Linked DNA regions of Mus musculus: region 2 is linked to region 1. The links are chromatin contacts, called in public HiChIP or PLAC-seq maps. All regions are on one chromosome and are shown on one strand. The core of a region is the stretch at or near the end of the contact, and the rest is flanking DNA. Distances in the headings are between cores, read along the strand shown.

Region 1 (4,607 bases), core at 1,507-4,006:
TCAGTAGCGACCACTTTGAAGTATCTACAATGGAATATGTGAGATGCTAGGTGGAGGAAAGATGGACAGTCTCTGCTTCTCTTGGTACCTCAACCGCAACTATCAGGGACAGTGATCTGAATGCCAACTGCCGGTACATTTCTGGTCTTCACCAAAAACTCTGTGGCTTCCAGAGACAATCACCAAGACAGAGGAAGCAGGGTGTCACCAAGTAGCACAGCAGCATCTTTACCAGGCCCCAGAGTCTTCAAAGCAGCCTGCGCAGCAATCATCCTGTGCAAACTTTATATAGTGTGCCCTGCCTGGGCTGCCTTCCTTCCCACGCCCCTCCTCCACAACCCTTGCTGGTATTTTCAACACCTTCAAATTCTGGGTTCCAAGCCGACTTTCTGGTCTTAGCAGAAGGCTACCTAAGACTACCATCTTTGGAGATTGCTAGAGAACCAGTTTATTCATTTAAACTTTGTAAATAAAGAGAAAGAAACTACTATTTATCCTCCCTGACATATAAGAGATGACGTCTCAATGACTTTTACCAAAGACAATACCTTTATAGAAGCCCTCTGGCTAATAAGCGAGAGGAGAACAAATTAAAATATCGTTTGTAATTAGTAAGGAATCACTACTGGAAGCTATAGCCATTGATTTCTAACCTTGAAGCAGACAACCAATCCCCATAATGTATCTTCCTTAGAAACACATGATTCCACCACCTGTGTATGGTGTACGGTCATGTATCCCCCCCAAGTCTGAGCAAATCTGTAATTATGGTATAGAAGAGATACAAGGAACTCAGGAAGACTGAACTCCAACCTGCCAAGTCCAAATTGAGAACTCCGCACCCCGATCAATTCTTCTGTCAGCAATAGCAATAAGTGTGAGAAAGAAATCAGAGATGAAGGGCTGTTCAGGAGATTTAAGTGACTTATCAGCCACCTGCAATGATGGCCCCTGGGGACCCTCTCTGAGGCAACAGCAAGAAGGGAGGTGGAGAGGGGACAGGAGCTGTAGAACGCAGGAGAGAGAAAAGGCTGTTTCTTCAGTAAAATTTACATACTAATTGGGTACATGTCTAGCAAGACTGCCTTTTCCCATCAGAGAAGGAAAAATAGCTGTGAATTCTAAGTGGAGAGGGAGATGACTTTGGAAATGAGACAGCAACATGGAGATCACGGGCACTCTACTATAGAGTGTGCCCGCTTTTAGTCTTAGGGCCCCTCAAGTTTATGCCAAGGGGGAAGGGCTAAGCCATTTCCCATCAAAGCCTGCTACGTCTTCCTGCCCTCTCTCCTGCGTTTCTCATTTCCTTCTTGCTTTCCACGTGAGCTGAGCACCCATTCATCTCTACAGAAAGCGCCCCTGCGCCCTAACATGCATCATGAGTCAAGGTGCAAAGAGCTCTTTTGACTTCGTGAGGAACTTGAACAGGAAATGCTTAATGCACTTACTTAAGGGGCGGTCCCTCTGAGCTGCAAACCTTTTTTTGCAGACATGGAAGGAGACTAAGGTATTAGTTAGCATAAGTATGTGCTTCAGCGTCTCTCCCATTCACTCACCTGAGCAGGTGCAGAGTCCCTTAATCATAACTGTCAAGAAAGGAAAGCTTGCAATTTCTACCATTTAAAGGGGGAAATGACAAAATGGGGGAGGAGGGAGGAGAGGAAGGGAGAGAATTGCATGAAATGGATGTAAATGTATATTGGAAGGCAGGTGGGGAGAAGGTGGAGGGAGGGTGGTGGGAATGGTGAATGAGTTCATCGATTTCCCTGTGATGTGTGAATAGTGAAAACTCCTTTGAATAGAGAAAAATAGGAACATTTGATCTTACAATGGAATGGGAGACTAAAGGCCTTTCAAAATATTCAAAAATGCATCAGATAAATATTTAGAAGGAAATGCTTAGGTTACAGATTGTGTACACTCATCCGTACCTCCTCAGATTCTGAGGGACGGTGGTGTTAGGAGGACTGATCGCTTGTTCCTGAATTTTAGGCTGAGCATGTATATGTCTGCATTTTGGGGAAGCCCAGGGAGGCCTTACTTCTACTGGAAAAAGCAGAATAGAGGGGTTTAGAGACGAGGGCCGCAAGGAAGTTCCTGGAAAGGCACCAACAGGTAAGGAAGAAGGCATGAAGAAAAGGTGGACACAGTGGCAGTCATGGGACATCTGCTCTCCAGGGGCAAGCATCAAGGGGAAACAGCACCATGGCTACTTAAGGCTTTATTCATGCCATGCTGGGGACAATTTCTCTGCACCCTGAGCCCATCTCCTCCAAACTCTGGTAAAATACTTATCATTCAACACACTCGCAGAGCAAGAGAGTGAGAGTCTGAGGATGAGACAAAGCAAGAATAAATGAGGGGGAGGGAGACAGAGTGCAAGAAGCGGACACTGTGAGCAACCTGAAACCCAGGGCGAACTTGGGTGAGTCTGGGATGATGTGAATGGGAGAACAGGCATTTGCAAGGACAGAAGTATTGTGTAAGAACCCGAGAGGAAGAACTGTGAAGACCTTTGCAGTTTCACCGCTGGGGGTTGTGGGGATATGACATGCCAAAGTCCCTTGTCTCCTTGCCCATGGAGGGAAGCAGACTTCTGCAGATAAGTGGGGAGGAGGCCTCTGGTGAGAGATCTGCTCTGTTGGTGCAGACTGGAGAGAGTGCCTGCTAGACTCTTTCAACCCTGGAGGCAGCTGACTGGCTGGTTTGTCAGTTCAGTTTACCAAGGATCAACACCAAAATGACAAAGTCGCAATCAGCATATGAGTCACCAGAGGGCTCTGCAGCTGCCTCTGTGCACTGGGCTTCACTTCCTGTAGTGTGGCAGGGAGGCGTTGATGCATGAGTCATCAAACACCTGAACAATCAGAGCTGAACTAGTCGATGGATAGCACAAGGCACAGCATCAAAATGTACAAAACCAGCATATCTTCGTGTCACCTGTAATAGAAATGTATTACATCGTTTACCCCGGGTAGTACTTACATGGCTGACAGGACACGTAAGCTGTATTACAGCCCAGTTGCATGACTCAGCCTGCCAAAACCTTGTCTGATGCCTTCCATGACCACTAATATGTCCTTAATATTATTTTCTGTAACTTATAATACTAAATCAAATGGAGTGAGTTCTTTAAAGTTTCTATGACTAATGCCCGTATCAAATAATCTATGGAGAAACATAGTCACAAATAATTCAACTACAGTTCAGAAGGAGTCATGCATGCTACAGATAAGAGAACTCGGAGAGAGCAAATAGCAAGCATAACCAATGGGTACTGGCCTGAGACATTAGAAAATAAACCAAATCCCATAGAAAAATCCCATCTAGAGGACAGAGATCTGAACACAATGTATATTTTCCCAAAGAGAGAAAGACAGAGTCAGATACAGGCAGGCAAGCAGGCAGGCAGATACAAAGGCAGGCAGACAGACAGACAGACAGACATATGCATGTGAGTAGGAATAGGGACCCACTGTATAGAAGAGATAATTAATCTACTAAGTGTCTGTACCGTTGCCAAATCTCTGTTAATGTTACAAATGGAGGGGCTGGAGACTCAGCTCGGTGGTTAAGAGCACTGGCTGCTCTTGCAGAAGAGCTAGGTTTGATACCCAGCACCCACATGGAAGTCCATAGCTGTCTGTAGCCCAATTCCAAGGGCCCCATCACCTTCTTCTGGCCTCCTCAAGCACCAGACAGCACCTGCTGCAGAAATACACATGCAGGTATAACACTCATACACATTAAGTTAATTACAATCTAAAAGTTATTAAAGCATTGCAAGCAACACTTCCAACAAAATCAAAGAATACGATGAATCACTAGTTAATTATTTCTTATTATCAAAACAGTAAATGGCTGTACAAATAAGGTCTTTACAGAGATAAAGGAAATTTCTCAGGAAAGGAGAGCAATTTCCTTCTTGAGTATTCTAGAAGATCTTAACCCCATAGGTCCCCATACAAGGGAATCAAAACAACAAGGGATCATCAGCATCAGAGACCAGAGGGAATGTTGTTTAACAATATAAATGCCACAGCTTGGCACCCCAACTTTCGGACAATTATGTTAAGTATTCCTTTTGGCACGGAGGTTAATTGCTCACAGGTTTCAAAACCAGCTGATGTCAATTCAGCTTTCCCTCACTTTCCATGGGAGGATCCCAGTCGGGAGTGACATACCACACAAATGGGAGGAGGGAAGGTAACAGACAGAAGCACCAGGAAATGTTAATATTGTAAATACTAAAATCCATGCCAGTGAAGTGAACAATGACCTGAATGGGCACACACGGGAAGTGTCGAGTCTCAGAAAACTGTACTCTGCAAATAACGGAGTGCAAGTGTTAGAACTCATTTTCTAAAACTTAGCTTTATCGTGGAAGTTCACTGAGGGAGAGGCATCCCTTTCCTTCTTATTCAGATACTATATGATTAGGTTAATAAATACATTTAAAGTCTAGATCATCTTTTAATTCAGCCGCACAAACAGGGACAGTTGGGATTTGATTGTGGAAAGAATGATTCGGTCATTTGAGAAAGCCCTTCCTTTATTTGCTCAGAACATGGTTTTGGCATCCTATTAACATTTCCAAATTGAATGAG
Region 2 (4,607 bases), core at 1,300-3,799, 140 kb before region 1:
AGGAAACCCATGGAGTGTCAGGACAGTGTAGCATTTTAACTGAAATGTGTGTACTTATTTCCTGTGCCACCCTCGGAGAGCTTAGAAAGTGTGAGAGAAAGCTTATGCACTATGGAGGCCAAAGGACATAATGATGACATAGGGTTCAATGTGGTGACAGTGTGGGATCAGAGCAGGAGAGATTGGGGAGGAATACTTAGGCAGAGTAGGCACCATAAAAAGTATGCAGAGTGCAGTCATGAGGAGGCAGAAGTTTGACTTGATTGTATGTATGGACAGGACTGGACGCAGTCTTATGGTGGCTTGAGATTGACCGATTGTCCCTCATTTTGTTGCCCCCCGGCAAATTGACAGCTTCTGGACAAAGTGTTGCTGCAATGTATTAATAGATATGCTTTTGTTCATAATATATTCTTCTTGACACCCCCTCCGTTTGATCTTGGAAACTCCTTTCCTATACCATTCTTTCAGAGAAGCAATGAACCCATAAAAGCACAAAGAACCATCAGCTCTTGGACTTCTCAGGGAGAAGCAGTAGTTAACACATAAAGCAAAAATCCCAATGAAGAATCAAGAGGCCCCCATGTTAAGGAATAAGGATTTATTTTCAAAAACAACAACAAAGATCTATAGGTACAACAGCCTTGGGCGTTGGCTTGGTGACCATGGAGGTGGCTTGAGAAAGTCACTGACTTTGAATCCCAACTGAAAGCAGCAGCTGACTTATTAACCAGGGCAGAGCAGCTCAGCTCGGGCAGAAAACTCCAAAGTTTTCCAGGAAACGTGATCTGGGCCTTAAAATTGGGTCCTAACTACTAGGAAGCTTTCTTGGAAGCTCAGTTTCCTGGGAGTCTTTCTCCTGCCTCTTGTTCTCATTAACCCTCTTCCCCTTCAAGTTGATGACTGTCTCCTAACTGTAACCATGCTTCAACTTAGCCAGCCCAAGAGACACCCACAGCCTTCCACCTCTCCAGAACCCAGACCTTCCCACTGCAGGGAAGCCTCTAAGCTCTACCTCCCTTCAGGTCTCAACCTTCTCTCCTCTACTTGGTGTCCTAGAGACACTAAGACTTGCAGACTGTGACCTGGGGCCCCTGAGTACAGAACTCTGACCGCTGATTGCCCTTCTTTTTGGGGAAGGCAAGAGAAGGTCCCAGATGAAGCACTGGTTCCCATCTCTTCTGTCTCCTTACAGACCTGGTAGATCCTGTTTCATCTTTACCTCCCCAGTAATCCATTTGCTAGCCCCCTCCTCTGGTGGTGTGGGGTATAGTGGTGTTGTAGTGGTGCTGCAATGGTGGTGGTTGTTGTGGTGGTTGTGGTGGTTGGTGGTGATGTGGTGATTGTGATGGGGTGATGGTGGTGCTATGGTGGTGGTGGTGGTGGTGGTGGTGGTGGTGGTTGTGGTGGTTGGTGGTGATGTGGTGATTGTGATGGGGTGGTGGTGGTGCTATGGTGGTGGTGGTGGTGCTAGAGCATGGCAGCTTTCTCTTTGCCCAGACAACAGGCTTCCTTCCATTACCCATCAGACTTAGGATGGCTTGGCTATTGGCACCTTTGCTTCTAAATTCCCTCGGCAAGACAACGTCTAAATGAAGTCTCTCCAGTGAAGCCTTTCACCTGTGTCACTTCTCCTGTTGACCAAACAGCCACAGATTTCCCACAGAGCTAGTTTTTCTCTTTACTGAAGGGGACTCTGTAGCTGTGATAACTTCTACTAGAAAAGAAACTCTAGTTTCTAGATAAATCCTAAGCAGGTCTGCCACTGTAGGGGAAAATATAATGGAGTAGAGGATTCAGTTCAGAGATCGGTCACCAGAAGTAGACTGTTTTAACAGTTAGAACCTCGATTAGGAACAGGCTATGACAGATTCTTAAAGGCTAGCCGTAGGGTTAGGTCTTATGGGTCATCCTTGTATCTGGCTTACTACCCTGAACCTTTGAACCTATTTTTATTTAGGAACCTATCACTAGTATTACTCTGATTTTTACCTGTCTTTCTTATTAGGGAACTAGAACAAACAGCCAAATTGCTTTCATCTTTGCAGTGCCAGTAGCTGGCAATATGCCTAGTTTAAGGTAAATGTTTGATACTTACAACCAATGCATGGAAAGATTAAATAGCCTTTAATGTAGAAGGGAAAATACCACCTCAGTCTTTCAGAACTACAGAGTCCCCAACCCCATAACAGCAGAGAGTGCTGCGTCCCACCATGGGTGGAGGGGGGGGGGGGGGCTCTGTGCCATGGTGCCTGGGTTGACACGCGTGACTGTGAACTTCACAAGCTCTGGGGCTTGGCTCAGGTTGTTCTCTTGCTGTGGTTCAGGATCTCCTGGGTAAACTGAGGATAATGATACCACTACTCCGACTTGTTTCCCAGGCACCCAGCTGCCATTTAGATTATGGGATTGTAGCAGGTAAGACAGGAGCTCTGTTGCGGGAAATGTTAAAAATGGATTCCACGCTACCGCCGGCCAGGCACCGGTGGAAAGGCCAGCCTGTTCTCAGCCCAGCAGACTCTCTGACTCAGAGCTCTGAAAGCACTCTGTCCACCCATGGCTGGCGGCTGCCACGCCCCCCGTACTTCTGAATTCCTGTGGCTAGCTGGGGTGGTCATGGTTCCCTGACCAGGAAATGAACCCCGACTGCAGCGATGAGAGCGCTGAATCCTAACCACTAACTAGATGGTAGCTGCAAGGTTATTAAGAAGAGTTTTGGGTTTTTTTGTTTTGTTTTGTTTTGTTTTGTTTTGTTGTTTGTTTGTTTTTTTTCTCTGTGCAGTCCTGGCTGTCCTGAAACTCACTCTGTAGAAGGCTTGCCTGTCAAGTGAATGTTCAAGGCATGTGTGGAAATAGTATTGTCAAAGCGTTAAACAAATCTTTAAGGGATTTCTAATGAGACCAGGAAAGTGAAGAGTCTCTGGTGATTCTCACTTGGGGACAATCTTGACTCCAGGAAACATCTGAAAACTTTTTTTATTGATTGTCACCGCTTGGTGACATATATATGTGTTCTAGCATATAGTGATTAAAAGCAGAGTTGTTGCTAAATGCCTGCCAGTGCACACCACAACCCTCTCCATGTGAGCACTTAACATGGCCAAGATGGCCACGGTGCCACCTTGATTGAATGTGTAAGTGGGACTCACAAACATCCGGGTGTGTCTTGCTAGCACTCTGACATGCTTTCTGGCAAAAATTGGGCTCAAGCCCTTTGCAGTCGTTTGCAAGCCCTTTGCAGTCCCCTGCCCTGGGCCTGGAGCACGTTGTTTCTGCGCTGGGTGAACCACTTTCCAGTGATAGGCTGCTTCCGGAAGCTTCTTGGATAATACATTTTTTAAATGTTTACAAAGCAACCAGGAAGGGTAAAAATTAGAGAACAATTGAGAACATACCCACTCCTATCTATTTGTTCTTGGAACTCATGACCAGCATTAGAATCATAAAGAGCGGCGTTGGTGTTCCGGGTATTGGCATTACAGCTAGGGACATTAAGCCCCTACCAGGCTAGCCACAACATGCTGTTTCCAATATGTGCCCACCAAGATCAGATTCTGTCAGCCTTTTCTAATTTGTCCTGTATCATGGATCTTTGCCCCAAAAGCTGTGGTCTCTGCATTTTATCTTTTGTTGCCTTAAAATTATCTTGCTAATATATATTAATGACCACTTCCCTAGAGGGGTGTGTGTGTGGTTGTGCACAATTTTTCTTTATTGGCATTGATTTTTACAGTTCTGGCAAGATATCTTGTGTTAGCTTGTAAGAGCTAAGTTGGATCTATGACCTTGGAGCATCCATGTGTTCACTCAGGCTTCTTTCTATGTGCACAGAGATTTTTACTACAGTGAGTTTGGTTTCTGGCCACCATATGTGAGCCACACCCTGTCTGGGCACAAGTTGCAAAATGTATGCAACAACTCAGAACCTAGGCAGCTGTAATAGGATTATGTTTTAATACAGATGTGTATCTTATTATCAGCAGATCCAGCATTCACGAACTAGCTAGGCAGGGAGATGGTCACCTGGGTGGCCACCTGTGGGCATGGTCACCTGTGGGCATGCAGAGATGCAGGTATGACACCACTGGACTAGAAACAATTAGAAGCAAGCCACATAGTCATCTGTGTCATAGTTGGCATAGCATGAGATTTCATACAACAGTTAGCAAAAGGAGGAGTAACAGCACAAATAGATTTTTAGGAGAAATAGCCTTGGAGGGAAGTTCCCTAGGGATGTACACTAAAACTAAAGCAGAGGCTATTGCTGGGCACATGGGAGGCAAGGGGCGTGATGGGGAGTGGTGGTCAAATGAGAACATAATGTGTTCCCTAAATTTAACTTATTAAGCAGGCTGGCCCTTTGCCATTATGAATTCATGATGACCCTATTAAAGACCAGCTGACCACAGTGCATTTATTTCAGCCCTCAAGTCATTCTGTTATCTATCTATCTATCTATCTATCTATCTATCTATCTATCTATCTATCTATCTATCTATCTCAATTCTGTTACTATATTGTGATGAATACTACATCTTTGTAACATATTTTGAAATTAGAAAGTGTGATTTCTATAGTTTGTTTTTCTCCATGATTTTTTTTGGGGG

Evidence for each region. HiChIP or PLAC-seq counts read pairs in DNA pulled down with a chosen protein or histone mark.
Region 2: a FOXA1 HiChIP or PLAC-seq map of pancreatic cancer cells shows a contact between it and region 1. The contact joins two enhancer-like sites. A contact is called at or near these places in 2 of 484 Hi-C or Micro-C datasets (the N1E-115 cell line and cortical neurons) and 1 of 115 datasets of contacts at active chromatin or transcription factors (pancreatic cancer cells).

The regions. Positions count from the first base shown.
Region 1 is chr6:49,654,955-49,659,561 of GRCm38.p6, reverse strand. The region is part of intron 2 of Gm31226 (a long non-coding RNA gene); the gene reads right to left. Among named protein-coding and RNA genes, the nearest start is that of Gm31226, 24 kb to the right of the region's middle. Within about 2 kb of position 2,756, at least 54 of the 459 cell types and tissues checked have an H3K27ac peak or open chromatin away from gene starts, as enhancers often do. A contact at or near this core is called in pancreatic cancer cells, where this site is marked.
Region 2 is chr6:49,790,678-49,795,284 of GRCm38.p6, reverse strand. No RefSeq gene overlaps it. Among named protein-coding and RNA genes, the nearest start is that of Npy, 30 kb to the left of the region's middle. Within about 2 kb of position 2,549, at least 11 of the 459 cell types and tissues checked have an H3K27ac peak or open chromatin away from gene starts, as enhancers often do. A contact at or near this core is called in pancreatic cancer cells, where this site is marked.